2 separate regions of the Ovis aries genome follow, and region 2 is linked to region 1. The links are chromatin contacts, called in public Hi-C maps. All regions are on one chromosome and are shown on one strand. Each heading gives the region's core, a stretch centred on a gene start, on an enhancer-like site or on the middle of the called end of the contact. The rest is flanking DNA. Distances are from core to core; before and after follow the strand shown.

Evidence for each region. Hi-C and Micro-C count contacts between places; a contact is called where the count stands out from the background.
Region 2: a contact with region 1 is called in a Hi-C map of liver, with 7 times the contacts expected there. The contact joins two enhancer-like sites. A contact is called at or near these places in 6 of 16 Hi-C or Micro-C datasets (liver, mixed tissues, muscle and 1 more).

What each region holds. Positions count from the first base shown.
Region 1 is chr6:96,952,453-96,957,745 of ARS-UI_Ramb_v3.0, forward strand. The region is part of intron 4 of RASGEF1B (RasGEF domain family member 1B); the gene reads right to left. Among named protein-coding and RNA genes, the nearest start is that of TRNAW-CCA, 160 kb to the right of the region's middle. Within about 2 kb of position 1,504, at least 10 of the 54 cell types and tissues checked have an H3K27ac peak or open chromatin away from gene starts, as enhancers often do. A contact at or near this core is called in liver, where this site is marked.
Region 2 is chr6:97,087,888-97,093,755 of ARS-UI_Ramb_v3.0, forward strand. All of the region lies in intron 4 of RASGEF1B (RasGEF domain family member 1B), which reads right to left. Among named protein-coding and RNA genes, the nearest start is that of TRNAW-CCA, 25 kb to the right of the region's middle. Within about 2 kb of position 4,569, at least 11 of the 54 cell types and tissues checked have an H3K27ac peak or open chromatin away from gene starts, as enhancers often do. A contact at or near this core is called in liver, where this site is marked.

The sequences.
Region 1 (5,293 bases), core at 254-2,753:
GGCTCCTCTGTCCATGGGATTCTCCACACAAGAATACTGGACCGGATTGCCATTTCCTCCCCCAGGCGATTAAGCAGAGTCCTTAATTTGCTGGTTAAGTCAAACTTCAAAGCAGTTAACTCCTTTGGAAAAAGTGAGATTTATGTGAGATGCTTGAAAAAGCTGTTGACTCTATTCAAATTACTACCAGGAAGATAAGGCTTAAGAGACAGGTTAACCTCACAAACAGTTCTCACCTTGCAAAGTTTCATTTGTAACCCAGTTGCTGGAAACTCAGAATATATTCTATTTGGCCAGTGGCTCTAGCTCTTTAGGGAGATCACAAACTTCTCTGCAAGAAATCAACCAACAAATGTGTATATACTTTTAGAGAGTTCAGATCTCAGATTAGGAAGTATGTGTGCTGGCCTGTACAGAACTTGGATCGTATTTATTACCCACTTCCTCAAAGAAGGAGAATATGGTGGTTCTGAAGAGAACCTTGGTGTAACACATTCAAAACTGGCTCCTTAGAAAGCAATATTTTTTTTTTTTCCTGGTAGTACTGATCCAATGGAGTTAAAGAGAATGAAAAAGACACTTCTTTTTTGGGGGGGCAGAGATAATTAAATAGGCCTCCCCGCCTCCCACACCCTCCACAAACTGAGGACTTTGGAATGGAGAGAAGGCAATGAGACAATGGGAAATGAATTTGGTTTTTAAAACAATGACCCAGGATAAAAGAAAGCTTTGAGTCGCCAGAATTAGCATACAGATTACAGGTTCTTCTGGGAAACTTCCGAAGGGGAAGTAAGCGATACCCAATCCAGGTATACAAGATGAATGCTCTTTCTTAAAATGAATTTGGGAACCTGGAAAGTTGGTTGACAGACAAGATATCTCACAGGAGCAGCTAATTCAGTCACAAAGATATATCATGTTCTTTCAAGGACCCTGCCAGAGTTCAGCGTGACATTGATCCAGCAGCAAGGAAGCAGGCTCTGGGTGATTTAAGGGATGAATGGATTTGAAAGGCATGCCTAATGGTTTCAAACCAACTAAGGCACCAGATGAAAAGCAGACTGTGCTTGAATCAGCGACTGCTTTTGCACAAGGTTATTTATGGGGAGGCAGGTGCATGAGGCTAAGGTGGTTTCAGGTGACAATGCAAATTGGAAAAGAGGGCCAGGAAAAGATGGGTGTGGGAACTAAATCAAAGGCCATCCTTCAACATCTGCTTTAGGTGTTTTGTAAATCTCTACCAAGATGTCAAGTCAGCATTTCATTTACACCCAGGAGAATGAGATTGCAAAGGGTAGGAGTGTAAGAAAAAAAAGAGGTGTATTTCTCCCTATTTCATCATAGAGCGCCTTGGTGAGATATTTAATAAACCCAATGCCTTTATATTGATTACTATCTTTTTGCTTCTGTTCAAAAATGCTGGGCATGTGTCCCAGTGAGGTAGAGGATAGCCACTCTATCACAGTTGAACTTCGAAACCATATTTGCTTAGTAAGGAGAGGCTTAATTTAAGATCCGGGAATGACTGGTTCCCAAATTCCCATCTAGATTCCAGAGGAACTTTGCCCTTTGGTGAGAGGCCACCACTTCCCTTTCTCACTTGAGGTTCCAGAGATGGGAATGAAAAAAGAGTTCACATATTTCAGCTTGACTCCAGCTGGGATCTCAAGTACTTTTGTCCTCCTTCAGGCACTGTGGAATCTCAGAAGACAACAGTCAACAGTAGGCTCAGAGAGTGTTTCTCTAATTATGGATCTGAGTTGGAAGAAAGTAAAATCAAGTTTCCAACACAATCTAAAACATGCTTATTTTGAGCTTGAAAACATCTCAAAGATGATCTTCTCATTTCTCCCTAGCAGCATCTCTAGATGCTAGTAAAGCTACACCTTTGTTAACCTCCTTGAAAAAAGAGGTATTGTGTTGAGATTACAAACAATGCAGAGCAGACAAGTAAGAATGGACTCACCTCTTTGGCGTGAGAACAAAAAGTAAGTAACTCCCAGATAAGTACATTCTTTGGAACTGAGCCCCAGATGCTTAGGAGATCTCACAGTCAAGGGGAAATAATCAGTATTTCTGAGGAAAGAAGGTCCTATTTCTCTCTATAAGCATGAAATAGGGATATTTCCTGATTTGTTACAGGTTTCCATATAAAAAAATGAATTTGCATTTTGCTTCATTTCCCCTAGATGCTACTTTAAAAAAAAAAAAAAACTAATTCCTAATCAACGAAGGAAAAGAATTCTGACTCAAATAATTACTATCTTTGGTTTCCCTGGAAGAAAAACAAAGCTAAAGTTTGTCATCTTTTGACTTGGGAATATCTTGTCAGCAGTTTATCAAGACACAAAATAACAATTCAGTACATGGAAACTATAAATAGGCCTGGAGGATCATTTAAAACCTTTCTTTGAGATAAATCTTTACTATTTTTTTTTTTTTTGTAGGAAATGATCCCCATGCATATTCTTCCTACAGTTTTTCATCTACAACTTCCATGCAGTTCCTGGCCTTAACAGTAGATGGCTCCACGTTCCTTGTCGTTGAAAGGGCTGGTGCATTCTAGCAGAAACAGTAGGTGCTGGTTTAGAAAAGTAAAAGGACAATTGGGAGTTCTGGGGGAAATTTTTTGAGAAATTGGCATGTGTGATTGTGGCAAATTACTGAACTTTGGAAGGTGGCATTGCTCATGAAATACAGTTGCAAACATACAAAGCCAGTCGGTCTTATTTCCTTACGTCTTGGGTGCTGTTTATGATGAGAATTAATTGTCATTTTCCCAGAGGAATAAAAATGATCTTCTGGATAATCAAAATCATCATCATCTAATTAAGGGCTGTCAAAAAGAGCTTGCTGAGATATTTGAAACTTTCTTTTTCTGGCCAATACATCAGCCACTTACACACATAGCTATTGAGCACTTAAAACATGACTCGTGCAATTTTTTTTGTTTTGTTTAATTTAGTTAAACTTAAGTTCATATATCCCCATGTGGCTAGTTACTGAACAGCACTGGCTACCATATTGCACAGCACAGAGATAAGTAGTGGAATCATCATTTACACATGATAGATTTCAAGTCAAATTACAGAATATCAAATGGGGAAGCAACCTTAACTAAAAGGGTTTATGTTTCTACACCCAATTTACCTCAGTAGGAAAATAACCTGATACTTAGGACATTTAGTAAACAAGTATAATTTTCTATCAACATGGTTACTGGGATAATACTATTTTTTTGACTGCAAGTTCTTGAAAAATTACCCTTATCTGCCACCCCTCCTCCATTCTTCCCTTTTAGATAAACAGAAGGATATTAGTGGTCTATAAAGTGCTTTCCTTTCTTACAAGACTAACTTGTGCTTTCTCTGTGTTACAGTAATTTTCATACCAGAGTTTCCTAATAAAATATGAATCAACTGAATGACTTCTAGACATAGACATACCTCGAAACAAAGTAATATACAGACCATATAAAGTAATATACAGACTTGTCAAAAGATTGATTTTAAGATGATCGGTTTTAATAGTAACACTAAATTAAAAGGTCAAAAAATTTTCCTCATTCAGCCTTCTTGAAAACTAGCATTTTTAAAAACACTTGTAGGAGAAAAACAAAAGGCAGTTCAGGCAAACAGTAAATCTTTACATAATTTTCATCAATAAGAAATTTCACTCTCCTGTCTTCATTTTTGTGTACCCAGAAAGTAGCTGAACATCTAACCACAGATCATTACTTCAGCCTTCATTCTTCCACAGCCAATAAATGGTACAAATGAATGAAGTGATAGTATAGCAAAATAAGTCAGCTAACACAGAGCTAAAAGAGACTCATAAATCATCTAGTGTGACAACTCATCAATTTCACAGATGTTGCAGGCATAGGGAGAGAAGGAGTGACTTGTTAGGGCTCCATACTGATTAGACCCCTCCTCTCTATTTCCAAGGCAGAAATCTGCCTATAGCACTTGGCTACATCTGTCATTCTAGGATGAGAGGGTTGCACAAATCTAATTTTTATAAATTTAACTGCAAACCCCAAAGTACAACTGAAGGGGAGGTAACATCTGAATTCAACCACCAAAGACAAAAACCTCATCAATCTTAAGTATTTTCAATATTATAATTCGTCTCCTTACAACCACACAAAATGTTGGCTTTTCCATTTATTATCTGTGGCATCAGAATCAAGATTCTAAGTCCCTGCTTCAGAGATGCCAGATTCTTCTCCCAAGGAAGGGAGGATACATTTCCTCATCTCTTGTTCAAGCAGATATTCTCTCTGGGGTCATCCGAATTCTCCTCCAAAGTCCAATTGTTCCAGGCCACCTCTGGAGATTGATGAAGTTGAACCCATCTTTTCCTCTGCCATATTAGGTACCTTACCAACATAGACCATCACCTAGCTTTGCCCTTTCAATTTTCTTAACCATTTCTTTTTTCTCCTAGAGAGGTGTTATTCAATTGATATGTTTTTGTCTATTGTAGCTTATTAGCTAGTAGCTATTTTTAGACTGTAAGAATGCAGTGTTAGTAATAAGCATGAATTATGGTAAATAATATTTAAATATTTAATATATGGATAAGAATAAATTAAATTTTAAAAAATAAATACAAATGGTTTATGATTTTCTACTCCAAAAGTCAGTAGGATCTCAAACATCAGATTAAGTGTCTAGTGGAGCATATAAAATAGAGCAAGACTGAAAGTGCACCAAGGGTGACATAAATTCTAAGACTTTAATAGTCCATTAGACCACTGGAAAGTACTAGGCTTAGTAGCCAGAAATGTTGCCACCTCTAGGAAAACAAAGGATTGACCAACATGTAGAAGGATGCCAACAAGAAACTTGCTAATCAGTAGCTGATCTTCTCCACTTTTTGCCTGACAGGTGTAACAGAGCATCAGCTGTGAACCCTGATTTCTGTCAAAAATGCCCCAGGTCCTCCCTGGCCCAACCCCCTCCTCCCTCCCCCCCAAATAAAATAACCATTAATAATAGGATCCAACAAGCTGCCACACTTTTTAATCTGTTACGAAAATCTCAACAGCCTAGCATTTATATTTTTATATCCTTTTAGAAGTCACTTCTACATTTGCCCTAAACCTCACCTGACTAGTTGTTTTCCTCCCAAATCTCTGATCGGGCATATACTCTGGTGAACTGTAACCTCCTTGTTTCTTAGCCTAGGCTTATCACCACGGTCTATGTTTTAAATTAAGACACAGCCATCACATGCTAAGCTCTAGCCGCTGTCTTCAGAAGGAAAGAATAATTATTCACCCCATCTG
Region 2 (5,868 bases), core at 3,319-5,818, 140 kb after region 1:
TTTCAGATATTTGTTCAATCTTGTTCCAACTCTCTGTGCTTACAAGCCTGTTTATAAAGTCATCTTGCCTGGTAGGAATGTTGGGATGGAAAGACTTCTTGTCCTTACGCTTTAGGAAGCATTTCTTATCCTTCTGAACTCTTTTCAATGGACCTAATGTAGTAAATTTCAGTCGAGGTTTTGCTTGGGTGGTAGTGAGAATCCAGGAATTGAAATTCAAGGGAAATATATTTTCACCACTGCTTACTTAATATTCATAGGACAGTGGTAATGCCATTGATTAAATTTTTTTCTGTTTTTAGTAGATATAGTAGCCCACTCACATAGAATACTATTCAACAACCATTGTGATCAGGATAAGAAGATGAAAATAACTGAGTAATGGAGTAAAATTCCATATTCACTTAATCATCCTTGGACAAGCACTACCTGCTTACTATGTACATGTCATCACATCAGACATTTTGAGGAAAGAGATGAGACATTTTGAGGAAAGAGATGATGGGAAAAAATGACATGGACTCTAATGTGTGATGGTAGTAAAGGCTGATGGTTTAATTTATTAAGCCCAAATAATATGTATTATATTTTATGTTAATAAAAGGACAGTGCATCTAGAATAAGCTATGAGATAACAATTCGGTCTTCCCATAAAATCCTGTGTAATAGAATTATAGCAAAAGCTGAAGCCCAAGGTGATTCCCTGAAGCCCCAGGGAATCCAAACCTGTTCCAGATGATGAAAGAATAGAATATTATACCAAATACATGGAGATATTTATAAATGTTTCCAAACTAACGTAGTTCCTCATATAATAATTATCAATAGAATGTTATTTGACCAGATAACCGGTTCCACTACAGTGCTTGAATTGGAATATTTTCAGTAGAAATTTGTTTCAGATCTAAGGAGAACTCCAAAATTCAGGATATGATGGCTATCTGAGTTTACTATAGTAGAGCTCAGCTAACCAGAGTTCTGTTCATCCCCTTATCCTCAGAGCCAGAAATTAGCCTCTGTAACCCTTCTTCCTTATCCAGATTGATTGGGGAGACAGCAATTCAGAATTTCATCCCTTTAACTGATATTTACTGTATAGGTTCAGCCTTTTGCCTTCACTGAATCCCACGTGAGTTCTCACAGGGCATGCAGTCTAATTTCTCCCATTTTAATTGTGTGCTAAGATACCATTGCAGCTACTGTACCAATGGCCAAATCAGTAGCGATGCAGACAAGATGAAAGCCAATTTCTGTCTCAGGCAACAGCTGTCTGAACACAAGCAGATAATGGTTCTATGTGGTTTCTCTGCCATCCTCTCATGGTCTAACATAGCTATTTCAGTTTTTGCTACCATATTTATATTCCAGCCAGCAGGAAGGGTCTGCCTTTAATATGAATGGCATGATTCAAAAATTACATACATCACTTCCATTCATATCTCATTCCCATAATATTATATAGCCAACATCTAGCTGCAAGGGATGCTGAAAAGGTGCTCTTTAGTTGGGTGGACATATGCCCAACTAAATCCTCCACTATCTTAGGAGAAGAGAGCTGACCCTTTACCTTGGAAGTTTCTTTCACCTTGAAGAATAGTTGGCTTAATGCATTTTACCTCAGTGACCAGAAGCTAAATGTATAGAAAAAGAGAGCCAGTCACATCAGGTGCCCTCATTCTCAATTAATGAAAATTACATTTATCTATGGCTATAGTAATTGTAGTAGCTTGCTGTGCTTACAATTATTATTCTCTTTGGATTATTCCATTCCTAACTTTTGGGTTTTTTTTCTTTTTTTTTTTGGAAACGGCAATAGGCCACAGAGTACTTTGTGGGTTGAGTTCTTCATTCCATCTTCTTTAGTCACTTAGACCCCTAAATATTGAGTATTAAGTTCCAAGGTACTTCTCATTGAATTGGTGCTGTCTATGCAGACCTAGCCATGATATAATGATGTAACACACTCAGAGATTCTCAGTGGGCCATGACTTAGACGACGATTCTTAAAGTGGTCCATTTTGGCTAAGTTAAATTTTCCTTTGGTGAGAAAAATTCTTCAGTGTTTAAAGAAGCTAAAGATCAGTGTGCAAAAAGGGGACACCTCTGTTTGTTTTCTTCCCAAAGATGCCTCTCAACTCTGAAATAAAGCAGCTCTATATGTGGTTAATTCTGAGTTCACCAGCTCCTTTCTTATCTGTTGTTTATCCAGTACTTCCACCCAGCTCCTCCAGTTTCCCCCTTTACTCATGGAGAAATATAGAAGGCCCAGGGGGCCTCCTTTACTTTCTTAGTTACCCTTCCATTCAATAACACTGCTATCCTTCAAGGCTGTTTATCTCTCTCCATTTCCTTCTGGCCTAATCAAATCATGTATTAAAGTTACATTTCCTTAGACTTGAGGACAAGTTTACCTGTCTCCTAAATTATACTGAGAAAGACAGGTTGGCACAGCCATACTCATGGGCAGCTCTTAATCCCAAACAGTCCCATCTGCTTGTGTATTCTCTGCAGCTTTCAGAGGTCATGGCACTTGCTTGGGTCATTTAGACTTGGCATGATCCACACTTGGCATGGACTGTTATGCTGAGTTGAACTAATACTTCTTTAAACCCATCTCTTGTCAGTAGCCTCAGTGAGAATTTTGAAGGACAGCCTGGAGTTTGAATTTTATGGCGTCTTCTCATGTCACCTATCTCCTTAAATCCCTGCTTTTGTTTCCATCATCATTCTCTAATTCCCTTTCAATAATCCACTTTGAATCTGCCATCAATTTATTGAAATTCTCCAATCCATTTTGCATTTATTGTTGGCCTGTGTATCTTCTTGGAGCTAACATGTTTAGTGTCAAATACATTAGTCTGTCTTAATTCATTCTCCAAAATATCTCCTATAAATGATAAAGAAAACCCTCTCTCTAGTTATAACATTGTGGGATTTGAGGAAGTAAGTTCATCCGAGTTTTCACAACACGATATTTAGATGATACAAAGGCAGGAAGACAAAGCTACCAAGGCATCCCCAGGAAATCCCAAGACACATATTTTTTTAACATTTGCATTCTTGTTTACATAAATTTACATGCTCCATTCAAAAGGCGCTGACTCCAGTGATGTAAAATAAAACAGAAAACTCTTCTTGATCTGAGAGTGGATATTCACACATTCCAGGCTTGCTTGCTGCCCAGAGTGATGTCAAGGGCTTCTCCCTAGAAAAGAAGGAAGTTTCCCTCCTTTAATTCCTGTCCTCTAATCATAACCACTAATGAGAAGATTTATCATTTAGTGGTAAGACTGGAGTTGGCGCCAAAATATTCCTTATTCTATTATGAGCTCACATTGGAAACCCCTGTTTTCTAACTGATATTTTCTCAACACTTTTCCTCTCCGTTGTAGCAGGAAAACACTGGTCTTTGGTTCAGCTTGGGGCACCCTAATTTGGGTGGTAGAAACTGCCTCTGGGTCCACCTTGAAGCCTTTAACCAACAGAAAGTTTCTTGTCAGTGAGGAAGAGAGTTTGGATTCTGGGCAGATTAAACATAGGTTTTAATTATCCACCCCCAAATGCTGCCTTCCATTGACCTCTATAATTAAAGCTTGACTTTCTTACAATTTGGCATCATTCCCCGCCACATACACCCCCAGGCGGATGGATTAGAGAGCTGATTTTAAAAATGAATTCATTAGAATATTTCACAGAACATGTGTTAAGCTAAAGCCAGAGCTATGGAGAGAAAAGAGAGAAAGTGTATTCTCTGGGAGCAGCTCCTCTCACCCAGGACAGTCCTGGTGTCACTGTACAGATAGACAATTACCTGCTCATTCAGCCCTGTGGGGGAGGGAAACCTGAGGAACATACTGCGAAATATTATCGAACCAAGAATGGTCATGTTGTTTAGTCACTAAATCGTGTCCAACTCTTTACAACTCCATGGACTATAGCCCACCAGGCTCTGCCGTTCATGGGATTTCCCGGGCAAGAATACTGGAGTAGATTGTCATTCCCTTCTCCAGGGGATCATCCTGACCCAGGGATCAAACCCATGTCTCCTGCATCAAGAATCTCCCAGTGGATTCTTTACCAATGAGCCATCTGCAAAACCCAAGAATGGTCATACTACCCTTGACTTCCTTTGGCTCTCTGGCAAGCATTTACCAAAGGCACTCTCCACCATTTCTACATTGCTATTAGCGTTTCTCAATCAGGTCTAGGAAAACGGCAAGTAAACTCAGGACTGGCTATTAGGTTGGTGTGAAATTTAGTCAAAAGAGTCTCTCCAGGGCTTGTGGACTTCTGAACTCAACCTTTGGAATGGCTTCTTTCCATCCCCAAGAAGTGGTGGTCTATTTAGAACCTACATAAATAAAGTCAAAGGAAGCAGGGCTGGAAGGGACCCAGGGAGGGACAAAGCAGTGAAATGGAGCTGCTGCCAACACATTTTGTGATGTTCAGGGAGTGTTTTGTTTGTTTGTTGTTTTAATCTTTGGGCCAAAGGATACTCCTCTTGCTTGGAACTGAAGTCAGCAGAGGGGAAGTGCAGACCTTAGTGAACATGAAGTACAGAAAAGTCAGTCCCAAGAAGCTTGGGTCACTCCCCTGCTACGCATGCAAAACGTCAGCCGCGCTGAGAGCATGGGCAGGAGGCTTCCTGTTCCACTGGGAGTTCGTACTCCAAAGACAGCTGTCTTGGCAGGACTCACCGCCAAGGCAGAATTACCAGGAATTGCTGGGGAAAATAGACTCATTTCCTTTTAAAAACTACAAAAGCTCCAGCTCTGCCCACATATGTAGAAGCTGGAGAGAAAAGACCTACTGAAAGAAGTTTTGTTTGTTTGACACTGACTATGGTTCATCCTAGCGGCTGGATTGTGTGTGGTCTGGAGATGCACCAATAACTGTAGCAAAGGACAGGAAGGTGACTTATCCCAGGTAGATTGGTGCTTCTGTTAAGGTGTGCCTGGCAATTGTCCTTGGCATTCTCGCCAAAGTGTCGAGAATGGTGTCCCTCCCTACATACAACACCCTCCAGCTCTCACTTCTTGAAATAAGCAAATTGAGCATGTGTTTCCTCTACGTTTATCATGTGTATAGTGTTTCATTTATTCATTCATTCAATTCATTTGCATTTGTTGACTACTTGCATATACAGTAAACAAAATAGGTTTAAAAAATCCTTGTTCTCATGAATTTTTATTAAATTAATTCTGATGACAGTTCCGTGAGGCAGGTACCAGTATGAAGACTTCTTTACATTTGATTTGCTCAAAGTCACAGAGCTGGTGACCCTGGGCATCCTGACTCTAGGAACCCACCTCTTAACTATCCAGCTCTATACTCCCTGGTGGGACTGATGGGTGTGATTTCAAGTTCAGGACAAATACTGTAACTTCTCTTCTGGAGTCAAAGTTTTTCATTCTACAAGATAGTTTAAATAACAAATATGTTTGGAAGAAGCAGAGTGGCGGTTGGATTTCACAATAAGATGTTGAAGAGAATCAGATTTTGCCACCCCTAAATATGCCACTTTTGCATAAAGATTACTCTGAGTCAAAGGCAATTGAGAAATAGCAGGTGTAGGCCAAGCTCTCTGACTTCTCTTTCTGTCTGAAAGTAGTACATAAACTTTCCTTTGTAAAAGTAACATAAATTTGTAACGGTATCTTGCTTTTCCATACCAGGAAGAAGATGACTTTTAATCGCTAGAAAAGACTCTTAGTAGTAGAAAAGGCACCAACTTGAGTTCGTATAACACACCTTACCAAGTAACTCTTAATTTTTCATTAATTTCCCCCATATATTAACCAGCTCACAATTTGTAGCCCAGGGAAGCCCCAAACCTTTCACCTTTCTCTTGTCACTTTTCCAATATCA